Regions from separate parts of the Macaca mulatta genome. Here region 2 is linked to region 1. The links are chromatin contacts, called in public Hi-C maps. All regions are on one chromosome and are shown on one strand. Each heading gives the region's core, a stretch centred on a gene start, on an enhancer-like site or on the middle of the called end of the contact. The rest is flanking DNA. Distances are from core to core; before and after follow the strand shown.

Region 1 (5,174 bases), core at 1,716-4,215:
GTGGTGGCGGGCGCCTGTAGTCCCAGCTACTCGGGAGGCTGAGGCAGGAGAATCGCTTGAACCTGGGAGGCGGAGGTTGCAGTGAGCCGAGATCGTGCCACTGCACTCTAGCCCAGGCGACTGAGTGAGACTGTCTCCAAAAAAAAAAAAAAAAAAAAAAAGGTTATTTGTTGCCAGAGAAATGGGGCCACTTAGCTTGAGGCGAAGCTCTGTCATCCACTTCACTGAGTGATTGGGGTCCATCTCCACCTCTTAGAGCAAAACTGAATATTGGGGTGACCTACACAATTGGTGGGGCTAGGCAGGGCGTGGTGATGGACACCTGTAATCCCAGTGACCCAGGAGGCTGAGGCAGGAGGATCACTTGAAGCTGGGAGGTGGAGGCTGCAGTGAGCTATGATCACGCCACTGCGCTCTAGCCTGGGCGACAGAACAAGACCTTGTCTCTAAAATAATAATAAAAAACACAAACATAAACAATAAAAAGAGCCAGGCCTAGAAAAGTTGGAAAAACAACTAATGATTCAGAGAAGCCGAGTGGCTTGCCCAGGGTCATGCAGGAAGCAAGTCAGGAAACCGGGTCTTTCCCCCTTGGTGTCTCCAGAGCCACAGGACATGAACAAAGATGTAGAGCCAGACCTACAGACGGTGGAGGTTTGGGGGGATGAATCCTGAGGTTCTTTACTTCAATTCTTTGAATGGGAGATGACTGCCCTCTGGCCAATTTTGCAGCATGATAAGGCCGGGTAGGTAGATTGCAGGAGAAAGGACTGCTATGGGATGGGAGTCAGCGAGGGCTTCCTGGAGGAGGCGGCCTGGCACATCGTGGGAGGTAATGCAGGGGCAAGAACAGCAAAAGCCAAGGCCCTCGGGTGGGAAGGAGCCTAGTATGTTTGAGGGGCAGAAGGGAGGCTGAAGCAGAGTGATCAAGGGGACAGGGCAGGCAGGGCCTCAAATGCCAGACTGAGGAACATGGTAAGGAGGACACTCCGGGGGTCCACACATATGGGGAGATGGAGGCTCAGGGCAGAAAAATCACACCCAGTGTGAACCCAGGACACCCCAGTAACTAGAGCCAAATTCAAACCTCAGCCTGTCTGCAGCTGACACAGGATGAAGTTGAAGGACGGGGTGGGGAAAAGGAGCTCATGGTGAAGTCAGACAAAGAGTCTCCCCGGGAAGGCCAGCACAGCTCCCAGGAAAGCACATAGGAGAAGGTGCGTTTGCATTCCGGGTGAGGAATCTGGCAGGCTGGGAACATGGCTCATTCCTCCACCTCCATCTTGTGACAGCTCTGACTGCTGCCCCTGCAGGAGGGTGTGGGGAGGAAGTGGAGAGCGGGATGGTGATGCATTTCTCTTCTTCTGTCCCAAAGCTTTGGTCTCTGGAAGCCACTTGGAACATTCTCTTCCTGCCTAACTGGTCATTAAAATGATAATGGGGGCTCTGTGGGCAGAGGGTTGTCCAGGTTAGGAACCTGGGGGTGGGGCGCAGCAGCAGCTGTGGGTTGGGGGGGGAAGTTTCGTGGGAATTGGAGCCTGGTGGAGGAGGGTGGCAGGCAGGACAGGTCCATTCTGCTGTTGTGGGATTCTGGGGGTGTTCAGAGGTGCCTTTTGCTCCCCCCAATCTCAGCCTCCAGATGAGAGAAGCTTCAAGGCCCCAAGGATTTCCCTGTCAGACCCAGGAAGCCTGAGGTGGCCTGGGTCCAAAGGGAACTGGGCCTGACACTCCCCAAATGCTTCCAGGAGGGGGCTCTCTGGGAGGTGAAACCTCAGGCCAGGGTGCCCATGCCACACTCACCCTGCCTCAGTCCTACCTGCTTCTCTCCTCCTCACACCTCTGCCCACCAGACCACCACAGGGCCACACACACCAGTCTCCTGCCTCCAAAACTCAACACGAGCCTAGGGTGCTTTGAAAACTTGAACACCAGATTGCATCACAGGATCCCAAACCTGCTGATGGCTCCCGAGGGCTCTGGGAACATTCAAGCTCCAAACTCCTCACCATGCCTAAGAGGCCCTTCTGTGTCTCCAGCCTTGTCAGCCGGTTCTCCACTAGGTTCTCGCTCCTACCCACCCCTGAGAGCCCCATCGCTCCCTTCACTTAGCATTTGAGGCCCCCCACACCAGTTGAAGTCCCGGGTCCAGCTCCTAGAACACTATTCCCTAGACTGAGTCTGGACACTGGCTGAGGGGACATGTGCCCTGCTAGGTGGGCAGTGGGCAGGAGCTGCTGGACGCATCTGGTTCACAGTGAGGTCCACAGCCTTGCCTGGGGTCCCATGTCACAAAGGCTGAGGAGGATGAGGTGGGAGTCACAGCTACGGCGCTAGTTTCAGATCCCAAACTCACCAACCTCTGGCAAACAGCCAGTGTGTTCCAAATCTGCTCTAGCCATGACTGCCTTCCCCAGGCCTCAGTTTCCTCCTCTGGACAAGGGAGGTGGTAGCATTTGAGCTCAGCTCAGCTCTTCCCATGTCGGGAAGTTGGGGCTGCAGCTCCAAGGTCCCTGGGAGAGATGGAGAGTGGGGTTGGGTCACGGTTGGGGTTCTGTGCGGGAGTGACCAGCGCTGTTGATGAATCATTCATGAGGGGCGGGGTTGCCCCCGGAGGCAGTTTCCCCAGCAACGCAGTTCAGTGTCTCCAGCAAGATACCAGGCGGGTCTCGGATTCCCGGGATTCCCAGGCTCCTCTTTGCCATATCCCTGCCTGCGATTCCCCACCGTGGTCATGCCTCTGCCGCTGAACCTCCATCCTGGCTGTGCCCGTCTCCAGTCCCCGGACCCCATTCTGTCCCAGCTATGCCTCTGCCTCCAGTCCTACTGGCTGCTCCTGGCCCCATGAGAGCCAAGCCCGTCTCCAGAGTCCCTCTCCCCCGCTGACCTGAGGAAACGCCGCTCCTCGGGCGCCTCCGACGGGTCTGGGCCGGCTGCGCTGCTCATGGCCGAGGTCAGCCGGGGCACCGGGCGCTGCCGCCACCACCACCGCCTTTTAAGCACACTCCCGGGGGGAGAGGGTGCCCGCTATTCTCCTCCCTCCCGCCCACCCTGCGTGCCCGCCACTCAGGAGGCGCCTCGAAGGCGCTGCGCGTCACCATTGGTCGGTGGACTCAGACGGACTTAACCCTTTCGTGCCAGGAGCGGAACTGCCAGGATCCCATAGCAGAGTCACCTGGCCAATCTTGGTTGCCTCACCCAACTTGGTTTCCCTGCAGATATCCCTGTGTCTCTGAGCTTCCCTCTCAGGGAGCGAGGAGCCCCTCCGCAGCCAAATACCCTCGCCATGCCTACAACTGGCGGGGCCGCACAGGGTATGGTGGTTCACGCCTGTAATTGCAGTGACGCGGGAGGCTGAAGCGGGAGGATCACTTGCATCCGGGAGGTCAAGGCTCCTCCCATTCCCCAGACCTCCGTGGAGAAGGTCTGACCCAAAGCTGACCCAGGGGCCCCCAGCCTGGAGGGGTGAGCGGGCTGCTGACAGGCAGGGTTTCAACAGGGAGGCAGGAGAGTCCGGGCATATCCGAGGCAGAGAGGAGGCTGGTGGTGGATCCAGGGGCAGCCCCTAGGTGTGTTTTGAGGCCACCCTGTATCGCATCTGTTCCGTCCCCATGCTACATGTGAGCTGGTGGTGCCTAGCTGGGCCCTCTCCTCCTTCTCTCCCCCAGTCCCCAGGAAAACAGGCAGGCCAGGTCTGCAGAGCATTTATTCCATCCCAGTGGGGAGGGGCAGGGATCCAGGTGGCCGGAGGGCACAGGGCCTAGGTATACCACATGAAGCCGTAGTTGGCATGGATAGCCTCCTCCGTGGTGCGCAGCCCATACAGCTCCCCGATCAAGGGGGGCACCCAGCGGGTTGTGTGGAACACAGACTCTCCCACCTGTGGGGACAGTGGGGTATGGGTAGAGGCACAGCCACCCACATACAGCCTGCTGGGACCCATCCCCCAGGACCAGTGGCCCCTATGCATGGCCAGGCGCTACAGCCTTCCCTCCTGGGACCCAGCACCCACCACCGCCTTGGTCCTGGGGTTTCTATAGAAAGCTGTGAGAGCTACCCGACCCCAGGCCCTGTCTCTGCCGTGGCTGGCATCCCTGCCCTCCTAGCCGGGGACCCACCTTCCAGTCGGGCACGTCCTTCATGATGATGGCCTCCTCCTCCAGGTTCTCCCGAAGCATCTGCAAGGTCCTGTGGGGATGGGGCCGATGGTGGGGGTGGGGCCTCAGTGCCCTGAGAGGCCCCTGCCTAGGGCCCCTGGTGGCACCCCTTCAAGCCTCCCTCCGACCCTGTCTCCCTTTCCCCCGGCAAACTCCTAGCTTTTCTCCTGCCCCAGCCCCAGTGCTGCCTCCTCCTCCAGGAAGCCTTCCGGTTCACCCCCTTGGGTCTCCACTAAGTCTCCACGCCTCTCTGAGGATGCAGCTGACGGCACATGGCAATGGCCCCCATGGGCATTCTGGCCACCTTCGGGGATGCAGGTCAGGCCCTGCAGCCTGGGGCCTTCAGGCCAGTGACCTCCCGATCTTGGCCCCAGCAGTGCTACCTCCGGTCAGTTTCTGCCTGGAACAGTGGCATCAGCGCGATGCGGGCCTCGAAGTCCTCGATCTGTAGGCGCCTGTGAAAGCCCGAAACCCACACTCAGGTCAGACCAGGCTGGGTCAGGGGAGCATAGGCAGCACCAGCCTCAGGGGTCAGAGTGCTGCTGGGGGAAGAGGCAGGGAATGGGGAGCTGGGGGAATAGCTGGGGGGGGGGCGGGGCGGGAGGCAGGCAGCGAGCAGGGTGAGGGTCGTGGGCAGAGCCCACCAGGAGCCTGAGAGGAGGGCGTGTGCAGGTAGCTGCACGAGTGACTGCCCACAAGACTGCTGGCTTTCTACTTTCTTTGCAATTAAAAACTTTTTTATCCTAAAAATAACTCTGCCTGATGATCGCGATGAAGGAGGGGGTGGCTTCATCACGGGGTTCTGGGCCTCACAAAACCATGTACCCTGTCTCTCGAAATAATCACAGTGTGTGAGGCTGGGGCAGGCGGGGCCACAATCCTTTCTTCTCCCTGCTTTCTGGCAGCTTCCAAGTTCCCTGCAATGACCCCCATCTTCCAGCCCTGCCTGGCCTGTGTCGGGTGGAGGGGGGTGTGGGGAAGCAGCGCCCAGCCTGTGACACAGGGAGAGGGGGGCGCCTG
Region 2 (5,174 bases), core at 1,322-3,821, 400 kb before region 1:
GACTCCGTCTCAAAAAAAAAAGATAAATCTGTATGAACAAATAAATCAGTGTTGATAAGGTGAATTCTACAGGTTGTATCAGGATTTTGGAGATTTCTGGGGATACGCAAGGCCCCAGAGTTTCCTCCTGTGACATTTTCCCTGAAGTTGCTCATGCTATTATTCAATTTGAAAATGGATAAAAATGTTTTTTCCTGTTCCAATATTTAAGAAATTCAAAACAAAAAGGCCTATGTATGCATGATTCTCAAACAGTCAGTGGTACCCGGCTAAGGAAGGGCAAAGAATCTCACATCCACAGAAGTATGATGTTCTGTCAGATAAAGATGCCTCCCTGTGCCAGAGCCACATATTTTACACCTGATCAGAATCTTTCACAGGGAAGCATTGCCCTGCAGCCCTACCACAGACTTAACCCTGAGAATCCGACTTAAACACTGATGAACACGCGCGCAAGTGTTCTGATCTACATGAATCCTCTCTTAATGGTTCCTTCCAGGGATCTGGGATTTTTCCCAAAGTCATCTGCCACACACAGACCGACTCAAAAATGTGGACAAAAGCTTTGATCCTTACTGGCACACCTGCCCGGTCCTATCAGCTTCTCTAGAAGTACGCTGCTCTAATTGCTCCTGAGAGACCCCATCTTAAGGTATCTCTCTGTGCCAACATAATAGATTTCATAAAGTGGGAAGACAATAGGCAAGAGTCAAGCTATGCTAGGGGCTGTCTAAGATTCCTTTACCTGTGTCTCTACTTCACACACATATCGACTAATACAGCTTCATGTCTAAGTGGTAGGAAAATGGAAGGAGGAGCCCCAGTTTACAGAAAAAGGAGAAAATGTAATCAATGCTGCCTAGCTTCCAGCTTCAGCTTACCCATGTGGGACTGAGTCTCCTCTGAAAAAAACAATGGTTCTCCATAGTACTAGTCTGTTCTCATGCTACTAATAAAGAGATACCCAAGACTGGGTAATTTACAAAGAAAGGAAGTTTAATTGACTCACAGTTCCACATGGCTGGAGTTCCGCAGTCGGTTCAACATCATGGAGGAAGGCAAGGAGAGGCAAAGTCACATCTTACATTGTGGCAGGCAAGAGAGCATGTGCAGGCGAACTGCCCTCTGTAAAACCGTCAGATCTCGTGATACATATTCACTATCACGAGAACAGCTTGGGAAAGACGCACCCCCCTGTGCTTCGATTACCTCCCACCAGGTCCCTCTCACAACACATGGGAGTTATGGGAGCTACAATTCAAGATGAGATGTGGGTGGGGACACAGCCAAACCATATCATCCATCACCTGAAGGAACTGTGGTCTCAGACAGCTGGGCATTGAGAGTGCACGCTGCCCCCTAGAATTCCACACCTACATCACAGAGAGAGAGAACAGTCTCAAAGGATTCTTAAGGGTAATGTGGGGAGTCAAAAGGAGGAGATGAATTCACAGCCTCTGCCTTACTTTCTGGTCTAACAAATACTACTCCTGTCCTGGCCCAAGAGGATTCCCATACTCTTTTCTGGGTTGCATGAGGAGTAATTCAGAAAGACAAAAAGTAATTAATGCCCCTCCATTCCCCACAGCTTCTGAGGTTTAAGTTGTGCATTCCTTGGGTTTCAGGTTGTTGTTCTCCCTCTACCTCCACAGAATCAGTGTGTCCCATTCCAACACCTGTAATTTCACCTGTATTCTTGTCACCTCCTACTTTCTCCTAGACATTTTATGTAGTAGAGCCAGGTGAAACACAGACAAGCATATTTACATAAAACTTAACCAGAACTAAGTTGGAGTTCCATAAGTCCCATCGGGCTAGGATGGCACTCAGGCTGGCCTAAGATTGTGGTTATGGAAAAGAATGTCACATTTTTCCCAGGAATGATCAGTGTGGAATCCCAAATTTGGGAAATGGATCCTTAGAGTCCCCAACTATTTCATCCTTCTCTTGGAGGCAATCAGGAAGAGATAATCCCCTTTTGGAGAAAACCATGTCTAATTAACAGATGGCCTAACCAGCATGTGTGGAAAACGAGGTAAAATCAGACAGTTGCCCCATTTTAGTAGATTTTGTAATAAATGCCACAAAGTCAGAGTTCAAATGGTCTCAAAAGCCTAAAAGGTAACATAGATTAGTTTCAAGGAACACATGGTGTCACTGAGAGTTCCAACTTCCCAGAGGGTGAGAACCATGGCAACTCTGAGCAGGCTGGGAAACGATCCCGGACCCTTGAAGTTCTGTGAGAAATCAAACTTCCGGCATTTTGGAAGTCAGGAAGCCAGCACGCTGGGGGATGCGGTATCACAATTACTTGGTGAGACAGGCTGCCTTGGCTACGTTCACTCCCATCAAGTAGGAGAGGTTAAAGAACAGCCAGGCTCCTCCTCCTCATGGCGGAAGTGCTCTGAAGGTATGGAGGAGCGAGGCCGGGAGCTGAAATTTCTTAATCAATGCCGGCCAGTGATCGCAGGGCTGCAGGACTACAATCCCAGCGTGCACAGGGATCAGGGACTGCGCGCCTCACTGGAGGAAGGGACAGAGCGGGCCGCGCCTCGCTGAGCTTTCTGGGAGATGTAGTCTCATAGCAACTCCCAGCCCTTTGGCTACAAGGCTACAGGACTACAATCCCAGACTGTACCAGGCTCGGGAGCGGTTCGCAGCCCACAGAAAGCGGCAGGGCGGTGCGCGCAGCGCCTCCTATGCTGGGAGTTGTAGTGTCTTCACCGTTCTTAGCCAGTGGGTAGGTTGCTTCAGAACTACAATCCCAGTATGCATCGGGCCGGTGCGTAGTCCTGGAGGTAGGGGCAGAGCGCCGTGGACTTACTGGTGTCCAAAGTATTGCTGGCAACCAATTCCATGCTGCCCCCTTGCCAGGGAGAGTGACTGCAGCTAGGGTCGTGAAGAGTAGGTCTGGGCTGGGCATTGAGGAGGGCATTAGGCTAGGAAGTATACTTTACCTTTGTCCAAATCGGGCGGTTCGGCCTCCCCTCATTGGCCCGGTGCAGCTGGGTTTCCTCTCTCACCTGCACCCAAGTCTCTTTCCAGAGCATTGCATCGTCTCCAGCCCAGGGAGCTGCCTTCTTTCCTAAACTGCTATGGAAACTGTCCTGATGTCTGAGACAATGTCCGTTGTGCCTCAGCCCTCTGCCTTCTCTAGCCAGAGCCCAAGCTCAGCTGCTTTTGAGAGAAATCTGCCAGATGGCCCACCTGCGCAGAAATTCAGAACTTTGTAGGGGGTCACAAGGGCTGCGTCTTCCGGGAAATGCCACGGGCACTGGCGTCCTTTTCGCAAATGTGAAAGTTGAGAAATCAAGAAGGTTAATTACTGGGTTGCCCAGGATCTGCTAAGAGCAAAGGAGGAAACCGCATTTCTCAGGCATGTGTCTTGTGAGCCATTTTTTATCAACCCTCTTAAGTGGACAAGCTGCAAAACACAACCTGAAGCTGATGATGATTTAGGCCATTTACGCTTGAACTAATTGGCCTCATCTCAAGTCAGTGTCTCAGAGACACAGGTGGGACCTGATCCCTTAGGAACAGACAGCATTCCAGATTTGTGGGAGCAACTTTTGTGATGTGGGGCGCCGGGGGGTCATTTGAAACTGGTCAGGTTGCTGGGCGTGGTGGCTCACGCCTGTAATCCCAGCACTCTGGGAGGCCGAGGCAGGCGGATCACGAGGTCAGGAGATCGAGACAATCCTGGCTAACACGGTGAAAACCCATCTCTACCAAAAATACAAAAAATTAGCCGGGCATGGTGGTGGGCGCCTCCCAGGTACTCGGGAGGCTGAGGCAGGAGAATGGCTGAACCAGGTAGGCAGAGCTTGCAGTGAGGCGAGATCGCACCACCGCACTCCAGCCTGGGTGACAGAGCCTCTATCTCAAAAAAAAAAAAAAAAAAAAAAAAAAAAAAAAAAAAAAAAAAAAAAAAAAAACCTGTCAGGTTTCACATCTGTGCTTTTGATGGAAAGCCCATCACTCACAGCAGTCGGGGATGTTCCTTAACTCACTGGGGCTCAGCTTGAATTTTTCTATCTAGATAATGTAAACATCTAGGAGCACTTCTGCTTCCATGTAACCTCTTAATAATTGATGTCCCTAAAATTCTATGTTCTTAGGGACAGTTTCTTTTGCTTCCGTAGGGCACCAGCTTTCATGCTGTTATATGTAATATGTAAAAACCTGGATGTTAATCTCCAAGACATTGTTCACATCACACATTCCAGTATGTTTCATTTGTGACTTCTGAATGTAAGACAATATCAAAGAGCTGAAAACTTGTTGATAAAAATTGGACCCTATGACTGTAGTTAGTGAATAATTTACCCCTTAGGGTTAATTACACCTGAGTTCATCAGCACCTGTGTAAAGAAAAGAAAAGAAAAAAAAAATGTGACCTTGGCTGGTCACTGTGACTCAACGCCTGTAATCCCAGCACTTTGGGAGGCCGAGGTGGGTGGATCACCTGAGGTCAGGAGTTTGAGTGTAGCCTGGCCAACATGGTGAAACCCCATCTCTACTAAAAATTCAAAAATTAGGTGGCGGGAGCTATGATCCCAGCTACTTGGAAGGCTGAGGCAGGAGAATCGCTTGAACCTGAGGGATGGAGGTTGCAGTGAGCCAAGATCATGCCACTTCACTCCACCCTGGGCAACATGCCTTGTACTGTAACGGACAGCCTCTCCCTTCCTGCATAATTAGCCCTATTCAATTTTAAGCAGACAATCAGGTCAGTTAGATTGTGCAGTAGGACTCCAGCTAATGGGGAGAGGACACAGCCACAGGATCTGCTGTGTTAGGGATAAAAACTCCTGCCCTACCTTGCTTGGTGTGCTCTTGCGACCGCACCAGGTGCAAGTGGCACCCTTCTGCAGAAGTAAATTGCCTTGCTGAGAAAGCTTTCTGCCAGAGTGCTTATTCTTCTTTGTGGCACCAAGCATTTATTTCCAACGATCTTGGGGGCTCATCTGGGATTCACTTTCTCCTCTGGGGAGAGGTCCCCAACCATCTCTGATGAGATGTGTCCCACTGCTTTGTTGCCGTGGCCTCAGAGGCAGGGGTACTGGGACTTCCCCTGGAGTGATAAATAAACATGGACTGTCAGCAATGTGGGCGGAAGGATCGTTACACACCACGGTGACCAGGTAACTCTGTGCACAGACCAAGGTAAGAAA

The links. A called contact is a pair of places that touch in the nucleus more often than the background predicts.
Region 2: a Hi-C map of blood shows a contact between it and region 1, with 7 times the contacts expected there. The contact joins the enhancer-like site here to the promoter of YJEFN3 in region 1. A contact is called at or near these places in 5 of 14 Hi-C or Micro-C datasets (CD4 T cells, blood, cortical neurons and 2 more).

Annotation. Positions count from the first base shown.
Region 1 is chr19:20,124,184-20,129,357 of T2T-MMU8v2.0, reverse strand. YJEFN3 (YjeF N-terminal domain containing 3) reads right to left here and starts at 2,965. Exons shown (of 6, transcript XM_028840088.2): 1 at 2,885-2,965. The coding sequence starts at 2,943. It overlaps NDUFA13 (NADH:ubiquinone oxidoreductase subunit A13), which reads right to left. Exons shown (of 6, transcript XM_002801470.4): 4 at 4,538-4,609; 5 at 4,116-4,185; 6 at 3,686-3,877. The coding sequence ends at 3,758.
Region 2 is chr19:20,528,643-20,533,816 of T2T-MMU8v2.0, reverse strand. No RefSeq gene overlaps it. Among named protein-coding and RNA genes, the nearest start is that of ZNF253, 68 kb to the right of the region's middle. Within about 2 kb of position 2,571, at least 34 of the 40 cell types and tissues checked have an H3K27ac peak or open chromatin away from gene starts, as enhancers often do. A contact at or near this core is called in blood, cortical neurons, fetal cortex germinal zone and 1 more, where this site is marked.